Regions from separate parts of the Eptesicus fuscus genome. Here region 2 is linked to region 1. The links are chromatin contacts, called in public Hi-C maps. All regions are on one chromosome and are shown on one strand. The core of a region is the stretch at or near the end of the contact, and the rest is flanking DNA. Distances in the headings are between cores, read along the strand shown.

What was found. Hi-C and Micro-C count contacts between places; a contact is called where the count stands out from the background.
Region 2: a contact with region 1 is called in a Hi-C map of liver, with 4 times the contacts expected there. The contact joins the promoter of TBC1D2 here to the promoter of NANS in region 1. A contact is called at or near these places in 2 of 2 Hi-C or Micro-C datasets (liver and muscle).

What each region holds. Positions count from the first base shown.
Region 1 is chr15:52,807,470-52,814,241 of DD_ASM_mEF_20220401, forward strand. NANS (N-acetylneuraminate synthase) reads left to right here and starts at 4,293. Exons shown (of 6, transcript XM_008141868.3): 1 at 4,293-4,545. The coding sequence starts at 4,414.
Region 2 is chr15:52,951,567-52,958,581 of DD_ASM_mEF_20220401, forward strand. It overlaps TBC1D2 (TBC1 domain family member 2), which reads right to left and starts at 3,027. Exons shown (of 14, transcript XM_008142139.3): 1 at 2,851-3,027; 2 at 2,107-2,538. The coding sequence starts at 2,475.

The DNA.
Region 1 (6,772 bases), core at 3,043-5,542:
CGGTTTGACTCCAGCTTTTGCAGCAAATATTTGAGTCATAAAATATCTGAGCAGGTTGGGAGCTGTGATGGGCTAGTCCTGACTTGGTCCTTTGTGGTAAGTAGAGGCATCTCTTTCACACATAACCTTGCCCCCAGCTAGAGCAACTGCTCTGCCCCTGTGACATTTTCCACCAGCCCTTACCTGTTCTTTAATAATAAAAGCCTTGGAACCATTGCTCATTGTAGAGATGGAGAAACTGAGGCACTGGAGAGGGACAACAGCTGGCTCACCTGGTGAGGTAGTGAAAGGACCTAGGTTGGAAACTACGTGGCCCTGTTTTCAACTTGGTGCTCTTACCTTGAATTCACTCCTACAGGAATCCGGGACTCAGAGGAGTGACTGACATTTCTCATGGAAATGCGGACATTTGTGTAAGAGGCTAGTCCCCCACCCCCATCACCAGGATCCCTACCTTACACGTGAGCATAGTACAGCAGAGTCACTCCTTTGTATTTCTGGCATTTCTGTTTGGGGTACACGACCCTACTACCAGAGAAAGGTGAGGCAGAACCACAAAGCTCCTACCCTTAGGCTATGACCTTCCCTCTTCTCCAGCCCTGTCAGGTTGTGCTGACATCAATTTTAATAAGGGTGTTGATGCCACTGTGATGACAGTTTGAAAAGGGAGTCAAGTTACCAGCCCACTTAGGCTCCAGCCAGCCAAACAGTTGCTCTGTAGGAAAACCACCAAGATTACAGCAAGTGTAGAAGTTCTCCCCAGAGCCAATTAGGTCAGCTTCATAATCTCTGAGCATGTACTTTATAACTTGTCCCAGCAGTGTTGGGGAGGGCACAGGGAAAAGAAAATGACCCTAAGAGTGACTCTGATCCAGGGGCTTGGCCCCAGGCCAGGAGGGGTTTGGGGTTTGGTGTGTGTGTGTGTGTGTGTGTGTGTGTGTGTGTGTTCACCTTCCCACCCCACTCTGAGAAAGCAAGAGTGGAGTTGTGAAGGAGACTTCTAACAGAATCCAAAGACCTGTTCGAGCCCCAGCCTGGCTACTAGCTGGATGTGACCTTTCCGAGTCACTTTTCCTTCTGTGAGCCTTCATTCCCTCAACTGAAAATACAGGGCCCAAGCTAAGTGAGCTTGCAGCTCTGTTCCAGTTGTATAAATCTGAATGGGGTACACTCCAAGTTCTAACCAGCATCAGGGATGCTGGTAGTTACTCGTGCTGTTACTCCCAGTTACCCCAGCACCTTCCCAAGGAACAGGTAAGGGTTTGGGCTGGTGGAAAATGTCAGCTGTGCTTTGGGCTCAATATAGTAGAACGGTTGACCTGTAGCAGGAAACCAGAGAGGAGGCGGCGACAGTTATCGGGAAAAGGCTGGACGAGGGCTGCACCCCCAGAACTGACAGGGAATGAGGTGTTTTCCAAAAACTGCAGTAGGAATACTAAAATACTGGTTTTACCAATCACACTAGTCAGTCTTCTGGTAGGTAGCATTAGTCTCGTTTTAGCATGAGCAGGATGTGTATCAGCCACTAGGGGGCACTTCTATTTCAAGTCAGGAAGGAGCAGATGGCCATTTAAGAGGATTCTTTTTTAATCCTCAAACTATCTGTCCCCCACCCTTGTGAAATAATACACTATAATCCCCATTTTAGAGATGTGGGAACTGAGGGATTTAGAGGTGAAGTGCCTTACTCAAAGTCCTGTAAATGGTGGGCCTGGCCTGGATTCCCACCCATCTCTGCCTGAGTCCCAAGTTTCTCTTCTTTGCCCACTGTGCCTCCTTATGCCCTCTGGCTCCTGGCTGCAGACTGATGAGGAAGCTAGTGAACCTGTTTCTTCCTCCTCAGTCTAGACTAACAAGACCCTGTTTCCAGAGGTTCAGGACAGAGAGAACAGAGTTAGTTTTCAGAGTTGGAACCATGAAATGCTTAGGGATTGAGCAAACAGTGAGCACTCTATAAATACAACTACCACTCAGGTTGGGGAGCTTGGGTGGATCAATACTTCACTTCCTCAGAAATTTTCCAGAAAGCTGACTGTAGGGAACAGTTATGTTCCCCTAAGAGGCTAAATGTGCCTGGGGGTAAACATGAAGTCAGTTATGCCTCAGTCTCCATTGTCATCTTTTCTTTTCTGCACTCGCTCATTCAGGAAATGTTCATTGGTACCTACTAAGTTAAGAAATCCTGTGGTTGGTATGCAGGATACAATAGGAAACAGTCCAGACCCTGCTCTCAAGGAGCTCCTGGCCGGAAGGACAGTCATAACACAAGGCTCTCAGCAACATAAGAGGCAGAGGCCTGGTCTGTCCTGTTCATCATTGTGCTGCTAGGGCTTTGCTCTGGGTTTAGTGCTGAGCAGGTGCTCCAGATGGTTCCTGACTTAAAGGAGCTCGCAGTCTAGAGGGCACTATGGCAGTTACCATAAAGGGTAATAACTGGGTGAAGAAGGTCCTATGGCAGCCTAGAGAAGGTTGTTGGAGAGATCAGAAGAAGTGACTTCGAGGCTGAAGGACCTGCAGAAGATGGCCAAGCCTGGCTCCGTATGGTGGAGTAGAGGAGTGGGGAGCGTGCAGGCTCTGGAAACAGCTTGTGCCCAAGCTCGGAGGTGAAAGGGGTAAACCTAGAGAGGTTAAGTTGGGCTTGGTAAGCCATCCTAAGGATTTTAAGCTTTATCCTTAGGATGACAGCAAGCCAGTGATTCATTATCCAAGCAGCAAAAGCAACAGAAAGTACCAGAAATTTAAAAAAGAACAAGAGAGGAATGAAAATTGCATCCTTTCCTCATTATAGTAAGGTACTGTAGTACTACTTGAATATACTGAAAGCTCTTATTTAATCACAAAGAACATCAGCCTAACTCGCTCTTGTGCGATCACTACTTTAAAACATAATCTCTCCCTTTCCCCCTTTAAATTAATTTCCACTTATTCATAAACTAAGCAAAACCATAATGACTTCTTTAGCCCAAAGTGACTGAGTTATTTTATTTTTGGATTTCATTTTCTCTGTAACCAGCGTCTGTTGGTCAGCCTCAGCCAGGTGTGAAAGGCCATTTAGACTTGAAAGACATACAGCACATGTCACAGTCAAGCACACCCACACATCACACATGAATGGACTCTGCTGCAATCTCCTTTCCTTCGGTGGCTTCCTCCTGGCCTCCAAACACGCCCTTCAGAACCCCTCAACTCTGGGACCCCTCTACTCCAGGAGCCATTTTTCATCTGTTTTTAATAACTGACTCTCCCAAGAAAACGTTTATTTTCACCCTTTTATTTCCTCCCCTCCCCCTAGCCACCAGATATGCTGTGAACAGTCGCCCCCTTCCTCCCAAGTCCCCAAGTTCTTGCTCCTCATTCTTCTGGGCCTTTGACCCTGTGATTCCCCTCCCCCCCGCCCCCCCTCTACAGGACACAGTGTCACCTGCTTCTGGTCCCTTTCTCCATTCCTTCCAGAGCAGCCGCACAGGGCTCATTCCTCCACACTGCTCATCCCTGGGCACACGCTCCTTCAGCAGTCTAATCGAACCGCGGTCTTTTCCTCACTCAGGATGGCCCCAGATCTCTCTCCCTCCAGGACCTCTCCTCCGAACTTCAGACCTGCCTTTCCTCCTGCCTGGTGGACAAGAGTCACCTGCATCTTTATATCCATGTGTCCGAAACCTGCCCTTCTCATCTTCCACCCTCTTCTCCTTTCTGTTATCATTGTTACTTTGATCATCAGTTCTGGTAAGTCGAGCTGAGAATGTTATTTTTTAGAGTTGGGTACCTAGGCTGAGAAGCAGCCCAGGGTCCTAGTCCCAGCTCCGTTCTGGCTTTCTGAATGACTTTGGACAAGGCAGCGGAACTTTTTGAACCTGTTGCCTCTCACATATTCGGAAAGCCCAAGTAAGAACTGTGACCAGGGTTTTCCAGACATCATCTCACGAAGGATTATCACAGGTCTAATCAAGAGCTGGTTAGCAGCAGGGGCTGGGCTCCAACCAGCACTGGAACTCTAAATCCAGAATCCGTTTTCTCCATTACACCGTAGGGCACGCTCTCTCCCCACGCCCTCGGGAGCTGGGCCTAGACCACGCCCTGCGAGCGGCCGGCAGCCTCCTTCCGACGCTGTTTGCTCACCTGTCCTCGTAGGGACCCCGCGACCGCCAGGGACCGCGCCACCCAGCCGGGCTCCAAACGCCCAGCCCACAAGCAGGGAGCCGGGCTTCCGGTTCCCCGCGGCACCGCCCCCTGGCGGGTAGCTCCGCCCCCTGCTCCGATTGGCTGGCGGAGCCCGGGGATTGGCTGCGCAGCGGACGCGGGCTGACGTGGCGGGGTCTACGGGTGGGTCCCGGTGCTGCAGGCTGAAGGGACTTGAAGCCGGCGCGGCCCGAAACCCAGCGGCGGAGCAGCGGCGAAGCGGGAGCAGCAGCGATGCCGCTGGAGCTGGAGCTGTGTCCCGGGCGCTGGGTGGGCGGGCAGCACCCGTGCTTCATCATTGCCGAGATCGGCCAGAACCACCAGGGCGACCTGGATGTGGCCAAGCGCATGATCCGCGTGGCCAAGGTGAGGGGAGCGCTCCCAACGAGCGGGTGCCAGAAGGGGCGGGCGATCCGGGAGGGGGGGGGGGGGATCCGGCCTAGGAGGGGCTCTGGAAAGGGGAGGGGTCGCGGGGAGCCGGGTCTACCTTTCTCTGCCTCTTGCCCTGCATCGCCCCTGAGGTCCTGGTTGCGAGATCCATTTTTGAATTCTTTTAAAAAATATATGTCTTTATTGATTTCAGAGAGGAAGGGGAGGGAGAGAGGGAGAGATAGAGAGACATCAGTGATGAGAGAGAATCATTGATTGGCTGCTTCCTACGTCCCAGACTGGGGATCGAACCCGCAACCCGGACATGTGCCCTGACTGGGAATCGAACCCTAACCTCGTGGTTCACAGGCCATTTTTTAATCTTTCTAATCCTCTTCGTCCTTGCTCCACCCTGATCCTCCTAACGTGACTTCCCTCTCCCCCTCCTGGGGGCGGAGTGGTCTTTCTAAAGCACAGATTTGATCAGGTCGCACCCCTGCTGACACCTTCAGTGGCTCCCCACTGACCTTGGGTAGATGGGACGCTTTATCCAACTTATTAAAAAAGAGTCAGGAGGCTTTGGCTAGAAAAAATGACGAAGATTTATTCAAGGGTCTTAAGAGTTTGGGAACACAATTAGGCAAAAACCCAGAAGTGTTCTGAAGAAGAAAGGAAAGTTACAAGTTTTTATAATAAAGTCATATCCTTGAGAATAATCAGTTCTGCATTTTTGGTTGGCCCATTAGCAATTGGATGTCAGGTGGTCTGGATGATGGATGCCAGGTAGCCTGGTCATGTCCTAAGTCCTTTAGGGAATAGTCATGTCTGATGTATGTTCAGGCATTGACACACAATCAACTGATGTATCTGTAGATAATGGTGCAGAACTGGAGAGTTAAACATTTTAAGCTACCAGGGAAGTTAAGATAAGAGAATCATGTTCCTTATGCCTCAGTCATCATCATGATGTTAATAATTGAGCAGCTTGCTCACACAAGGAGTGTGTTTGCAGTATTAAAGGGTGAGTTTGTTTTCACTTTAAAATTTTGATGCAAATGGAGCATCACCCCTTGGTTCCTCCTGGTGCCCTGCTGCTTGTTTCCTGCCAGTAGAGAAGCAGTAAAACGCTGGACAGAGAAACCATCAGTCTTACGGTAAAACTGACAGCGATTGTGTTTTCTGAACATGGAGTTTATCAAAGCATCAAACATAAGGAAATCACTCATTTTTAGGAAAGAAGCTGAGAAAAGAGGAACCTGTTCTGGTACCAATGCTGTCATGTGGAATGTAGTTTCTGCTACTTCACTTTTTTGTTATTGCTGTTTTTGTTAATCCTCACCCCAGGATATTTTTTCCATTGCTTTTCAGAGAGAGAGGAAGGGAGGGAGGGATGAGAAGGAAGAGATTGAGAGAGAGAGAGAGGGAGAAACACTGATGTGAGAGAGACATTACTTGGTTGCCTCTCGCACATACGCCATCTGGGCTGGGGATTGAACCTGCAACCGAGGTATGTGCCCTTGACCAGGAATCAAAACCCAAGACCCTTCGGTTCACAGGCCGACACTAACCAGTGGGCAACACTGGCCAGGACTGTGCTACTTTGCTTTTATCATCTTCCTATAAAGGGAAGGTTTGCTCAGATGGAAACAAGCGTTTTAACTTTTTTTTTTTTTTTCAAATTTAAATTCTTTATTGTTTAAAGTATTACATAACTCTCCTTTTTCTCATTGACCTCTCCCTGGTCGCTCCCACCCCCCAGCACATGCTCTCACCCCCCTACCTTTTAACTTCTTGATTGAAAGTCCACTTCTTGAGATAGATGTGAGAAGCAAAGGGAGCCTGAGTGACACTGTGTGAAGACCTCCTCATTAGCTTGCTGGAGGCCTGAGTGTAGCAGAGATCCAGGCTGCAGTCCTGAGCCAGCACACACATGGTCTGCAGCCTTTAGGAAAGTGATCTGACCAGCTGTGCCGGAGACTCATTGTGCAACTTTGGTCAGGTCACTCTGGGCCTTGGGATCTTCATCTAGACAAAGGGAACTGTGTTGCCCTACATCGCTTTCAGTTCGAATGTTCTCTGAACTTCTTCCCAGTGTCATGTCCTGACTGTGCTGTCTTGTGATTTTTTTCCAGGAGTGGGAGCAGCACTCTTAGCACAGACATTTTTGGAGCCAAGGTTTTCAACAGCAATGAATACCTCTGTTGCTACAGAAATGTCAGTAAGC
Region 2 (7,015 bases), core at 1,777-4,276, 140 kb after region 1:
GTGTCAGGGACTGAGGGAGGCACTGGAGATTCTGTGGTGAGCCAACACACATGCCTCTGTCCTCTTAGAACTTAAGAGTCTACTGAGGAAGACATACACCCGATGTCCTACTGTCCCCTCATCCTGGGTTCAACTCCTATCAGTGACTGGACCAACCAGGCAGTCAGCCAGTTACAGGAGCCATCCCTGACTCCTCTCTCACATTCTTCCTGCCTCACATCCCTAGCCACCGTCTCGCTCTGTCACTGCTCTGGCTCAGCCATCATTTTCTCCTGATCACCTCCTGATGGACTCCCTGACCACCAGCCTTGCCTTCTCCTAATTTGTTCTCTACCCCATAGCCAGACTGAGCTTTCTGAGCATTCTACTATCACGGTGCTTCCTTGCTTAAAGCTCTTTGACAATTTCCCACAGCCCCCAGGACAAAGCCCACACATCTTGTTATCACTCATAATGCCCTGCCCTCCCCCGTGGGCCTCTGTTCTCCCATTCCATCTTTTGGGTCCCTCAACTTGCCTGGACACTGGGTGGTAACATGATTTCCCATCTTTGTTCATGGGGGTCTCTTGACCTGGAATAATATTCTCCCTCTTGTCTGCTGGTAGAAAACTGATGTTCTCTTTCAGGATTCAGATATCAGCCCTTCTATGATGTCCTTTCTGGATGGACCCTCCCACTCAGTGGAACTGACCCATCCTGTCACCACACTTTTCTGGTACAGACTTCCTGCGTCTCTAACAGAACATTTTACTGTGCGTGCCAATCTCCCTGTCAGTCTCTCTCACCAAATCTGAAGCTGTTTGAGCATCAGGGGATAGGTGTAATTTGGCTCCATACCCAGTGCCTAGCACAGAGCCAGGCATGAACACAGATCCATGGAATAGTAAAAGCCATGTGTTGGAGACCCTGCAGACAGCATTCAACCTGTGGGAGGAGACACCTGTAAACCACATGACCTGTGAAATGCCTGCCTTGCCTGGCCTGGAATTCCTGGTTTCCATTATTTTATCTGATCTCCCCATGCTGGTCTGGTTGTAAAGGAGAGCTGAAGCTGTGGGCTGCATTCAGGGGCCTCAATAGATGCCCAATTGGCTGGAGGTAAGGGTGGAGGGCTGGGAAGATGGGATGGGGTGGGAAGGCTGTCTCCTGACACATTCTTAGTTCAGAGTGTGGATCCTGGAACTCTTATTTCAAAGTGCAGATCGGTCTTTCCAATTAAGTTCTGGGGCACCTCCTCTTGGCTCCACCACGATGTGTGTTCACTCAACCAACATTTACTGAGCACCCACCAGGTACCAGGTTGTATTCTAGGTGCTGGGAGTATTTCAACAATTTGCTGTTCCAGACGCTTACATATCTTGTTTTAAAACTCACAAACTACCTACATTCCGGGAGGTTAAGTGACTTGCCCAGGGTCATACAGCTAGTAAGTAGCTGACGTAGAATTTGAATCCAATCCTGTCTGATTTCAAAGCACATGGCCTTTCCACGTTTCAGGCTCTCTCAGTCAAACAAGATTAAACAAAACCTACTGATAGGGAAAGCAGGTTTGGATTTGCCCCGATGAATAGTCTAAGCTGATCAGTGAAACCTCAATGTTTACCTCCCAATCCCTGCCAACATTTTCTCAGCATCCATTCCTTTGGGCCAGAACATCAAGAAAAGTGATTTAGAATCTAGGTCTCGAGGGAGGATTGCAAACTCCCATCTTGACTATACGTCAGCCCCAAGTAAGAAAGTTAAGGTAACTGCCTTGTCAGGCACACCCCCAAGTTCGGATGCGGTCCTGAGAGGAGGTAAGACTATGAGATCCCAAGAATGGGCTACATACACCGCCCTCTGGGTGCCTGAGGTGGGGCCAGCCACTTCATCTCTCTGACTCAGTTTCCTGATCCGAACTACGGACCCGACACTCCTGCCTTTGTTGTGGGAACCCCGTGAGGAATTGGGCGTGAATGCGCTTCCGAAAATCACAAAAGCCCGGGCACCCAGGGCTCACTGGGCCATCAGGATCGGTGATCATTTTCCCGGTAAATTGACTGTGACCACCCACCGTGCCCCAGGAACTCATCCCTGCTTACAAGGGGGGTAAATCAGTCCATTTACCTTCAGGGTAATAATCCGGCTGGGAGTCTTGATTTCGAAAGTTCCCTCCTCGGCGTCCGCCTTGCAGTCAAAGACCGCACTGGAGAGGTCGATGCTGTCCAAGGGATTGGCATCCTGCGCGGTCCGCGAATAATACAGGTGGCATTTCCTCTCGTCGTAGAAGAACCAGCGAGATTTCCAGCCCCGGATGGGCCCCTTGCCGCCAAACTTACTTAAGTATCCACAGAGTTTCCTGGGGACCGTCTCCAGGGGCCGGGCGCAGCCCTCGGACTCCTCGGGAGGCAGCCCCTCGGGGCCCCTGGCCACAGGCTCTCCGGACCTGAGGGCAGCGGAACTAGGCTCCGGGGGTTTCTCCGGGGCGCCCTCCATCGCCGCTCGGACCGCGCAGGGTGAGGAGGTCCGCAGCCCGACTCCGGACGAATCTCGGAGGCTCTGAGGGCGACGTGGGCGCGAGGGCGGGCCCAGTGGTGACCCGCAGCGGGGAGCGAGCCTCACCGACCAAAAGCCCAGGAGGGTGGCGGGCCACGCCCCGCCCGCCCCTCGGAAACCTAACCACGCCCATCGACACGCCCCCGCAGGCTCCTCCTGCCCCGCCCACTTCCGGGTTTGGTACCCGCCAGTCAGTCCTCTTAACTGGGGGCAGGTGCGGGGCGTGAGGCGGGCCTCTGGCTGGAGGCGTGGTGTCTCTGAGCTAGGTTAACGGGCGGGAGAGGAACGGGAAGGGACGCCTGTCACGGACCTTACCGTCCTGGTAACTCGCGTAGTAATGTCGAAGGAAAGGTCCTCACGCCGAGGGGCCGCCGCCTTTTCTCCCCAGGGGCCGCGCGGGTCTCCGCCGGACGGCGCATCACGCGCCCATTGGCTGAGAGAGACGCCGGGCTCGGTGGCACCACTTCCGGTGTTGCGGGGCGTGAGGGGCTCGTGGGTTCGGCCGCCAACTTTTCTCTTTGCTTTAGTTCTGCGCCTTCGTGGCTCTCAGCCGGCCGCGGCGGCCTCCCCCGCCTCTGTCCCAGCTCCAGCTCACCACCTTCCGGCGCCGGTTGCATGATATGGGGCGCCCAGGCTGCTGCTGCTGCACTGCTGGGCGGGGTTGGGCTCAGTAAATTTTGTACCAACTAATAAAGAGTAACTCTACCTAGGCCCCAACTCGCTCAACTTCCTGCCTCTTCTAGTCTCTCGCCCCCAACTCTCCCCTTCCTTCCAGTCTAGGGCGCAATCTTCCATTTGGGCTCTGGAGCCCATTTCTGTCCACCCCTCTAGCCCTTTCTTAGCCCCTTCTCTCCCTTTAGCTGACAAATATGTTCGATATAGCATTACTTATTATTTCAAAAAACTGGAAGGAATGGCCCTGACTGGTTTGGCTCAGTGGATAGAGCGTCGGCCTGCGGACTCAAGGGTCCCAGGTTAGATTCCAGTCAAGGGCATGTACCTTGGTTGCGGGCACATCCCCGGTAGGGGTTGTGCAAGAGGCAGCTGATTGATGTTTCTCTCTCATCGATGTTTCCCTCTATCCCTCTCCCTTCCTCTCTGTAAAAAAATCAATAAAATACATTAAAAAAAAAAAAAAACTGGAAGGAATATAAATGACCCAAAATACGAAATTGGTTAAGTAACTGATTGGATACTTTTTGCAGAAGGATATGGACTTCTACAGAAAATATTAGGTTGAAAAAACAGGCCACAAAACTATTTCCGCAAAACTTATTTAGCTAAAAATAGGGTATGTTTATGACAGTAAGGTTGGAAAAATGATGTGTAATATTTGAGTTTTAGGGACATTAGAGGGGAACTCCTGTTGATCTAAATGCATTAATTGCTGTATATCCTAATGGATACACTTCTGGTAATTTTATCAAAATATAGTCAATATCCCGCCCCTCCTTGGAGGATATTGTTAAGCTGCAGAGCAAGAGGTTGTCCCGAAGTGACACCTTGTGGCCTTTGTGGTGTACTGCCCCTGTCTGCATTAGGTGTCCCCAAGTTTTTTTGTCAGAGGGCTTAAAAGAGGCACTCAGGAATAACCCTCACACAACATAACCCAAACAGGCAGGTTAATAATCTGACTCCTTAAAAACAACGTATTTTGCATAGACCTTCAACCCACTTATTTAGTGAAGGCAAGAGAAACAGGTTATCAACAAAAGCATGTGTTTCTTCATGTTCAATAAGGGTTTATTACATGCACTAATGAACATCAGTGCATGTAGGTGTTTTCCATGTCGATTTCTTTCTCCTCTTTCTATGGGATAGTTTTAGTTCTCTTATGAAGGAAAGAGTACAGTCTCATTGAAAATATGTTTTAAAATGTTAGGCTTTCTGGTGAACAAAACATCATGATATACTTTCTAACATACCTATTTTTGAGTAGTATCATTTTCAATTGATAAAACCCAAGGATTCATGTTTAATTGACACATGATTTTCAAATAGATAATGTTTAAAGGAATTAGGTTCATTTAAACTGACAAGCCATTTGCAAAAATGGTTCTCATTGGCAGTTTTCCTATAAAATATTTAATCAGGCAAACAGATAAACAACGTTTAATTTTGCAATTTAACATGACACTCAAGGTCAAAATTGGCTCCCCAGCTACTTGGCAGGATCACTGGAACAAATGTCTACTCCATCAGTCCAATTTTGCATGACTGAGCCTCATGGAAATTCAGTTCTACACATCAAGCACATGTTTTACAGCACTTACTAGTAGTTATAGAATCTTGAAAGAGATGACCTGACAGTGCAGACATTGAAGACTGTTCTATTTTATATCCCATTTCAAATTCTGAATGTAAACCAGATTATACAAAAGGAACTTTAGTTCCAGGGAAACTTGCTTTTAAATTTTTTATTTTATTTTAAAGAACCAAATAACATGAGAGAATTTTTTTTTTTAGTTTAATTTTCACAAGTATATAAGCCAGAGAAATAAAAAAAAAAACACCTAGATTTCCAAGTTTTATGTTCTTGGTATGCTTGGTAAGAAATGCAGGAGTGTCATTTAATGGGTGGGAAGAGAAAGTTCTCATGGGAAATTAAATATCAAATCTTGGTGGTACCTTCATCACTTCTTCTCTAGTGTCTCCAGAGTTAGACTGTCTGTATTTGAATTCTGGCTCTATAATCACAGATGTCTGACCTTGGACATAGTTACTTAGCCTCTCCGCCTGAGTTTCTTCATCTGTATGACAGGATAATTATAGTACCTACCAAGTAGTGTTACTACATGATTATGTGAGATAAACCACATAAAGTGCTTACACAGTGTCTGGCCCGTAGAAAGCATTTGGCAAGTGTTAGCTACTAGGATTAGCATGAGTTCTAGGAATCCTAAGGTCTTTGAGCTGGTAGGGACCTCCCAGGATTCATTTGTACCAGATCATTTTCTAAACTCTCCTATTTTTACTTAAAGTTCTATAACTAAACACTATAACACATGCTTGGCATGTAGTTACCCTTGGTGGGGATGGGTAGTGGGGAAGATGGTATGAAGATCCTCCCCTATTGGGGTGGAGAGGTTATTTGCAGCAAGAAACTGGGAGAGGGAAGGAGTTAAATTTGACACTACCTCCATCCTAGAAATTTTCCTCCATCCCTCCTCCCTCCTTTCTTCCCTACCTTTTCTTTTTTACTTTTCATTTTTTTTCTTTTCATAAATTGTCTCATCAATTTATCTATAAAATCTTTTGTCTCATGGAAATGAGGTTTTACTAATTTTTCTCGAGACTAGAGCAGATGCAGATGAGATTTGGCATTTACTTCTGTTTCCTGCAGAAAATCTTTTCCCAAAGTATGTTCAGTCTCAGCTTGTTGTGTGCTGTTTGTCTTTATGCTGCAGAATCTTCATAGACTCTAATGGATTTTTTTTTACAGCCCAGGAAAAGGCATATTTTATTGAGGTATATAATAAACGATGTGTGATTTTCTTTATATACATGTATGATTTTTATAGAAATATGTATATGTAACACATACATATTTATATTTTTATATGTATATCTATGTATAAAAGGCTAAGTGACCGACCAACCATCCGACCATTTGACTGGCCAGTAGGTATGATGCGCATTGACCACCAGAGGGCAGATGCTCAATGCAGGAGCTGCTGAGCTGCGGTGACTTGGCAGCAGCGGTTCTCAGGTGATGCACCCCAGAACCAGAGAGGAGTGAGCCCGATTCCTTGCGGGGCTGTGTGATTCCACCTTCGGCCATGGGTTATGTTGTTGCTGGGGCACTGTTGGCCCCGAATCTGATTTACTTCTGAGCTGTGGTGACCACAGATGCCCTTCGAGCCACAGCGCTGCCCCAGGTGCAGCTGGCCGGGAAGGGACTGCAGGAGGTTGGCTCTAGGGCATGTCCGGCCCCATCTTGCCCAGTCCCACCCCACTGGCCACTTTCTAATTAATTTCCTTTCAATGTGCACGAGTCTGTGCACTGGGACACTAGTATTATATATAAAATATACATATGTGTGTGACTATATATATGTGTGTGTGTGTGTGTGTGTGTGTTACTATACACATATAATCACATATCATAAGTGTACAGCTCAAATAAATTTTTTCTGTTGTTAATCCTCACCCAAAGATAATTTTCCATTGATATTTAGGGAGAGTGGAGGAGAGAGGGAAAGACAGAGAGAAACATCAATGTGAGAGAAACCCATTGACTGGTTGCCTCCTGCATGAGCCCTGACCAGGAATCAGGCCAGGGAGTAGCCTGCAACCAAGATGCAGGCCCTGGACCAGAATTGAACCCGGGACCTTTTGGTCCACAGACTGATGCTCTAGCCACTGAGCCAAATAGGCAAGGGCTCAAAGAATTTTTATGTAGTGAACACAGGCCTGTAAACACTGCTCGGATCAAGAACCAGAATATTAATAGCACCAAGAAGCCCTCCTCACACCACCT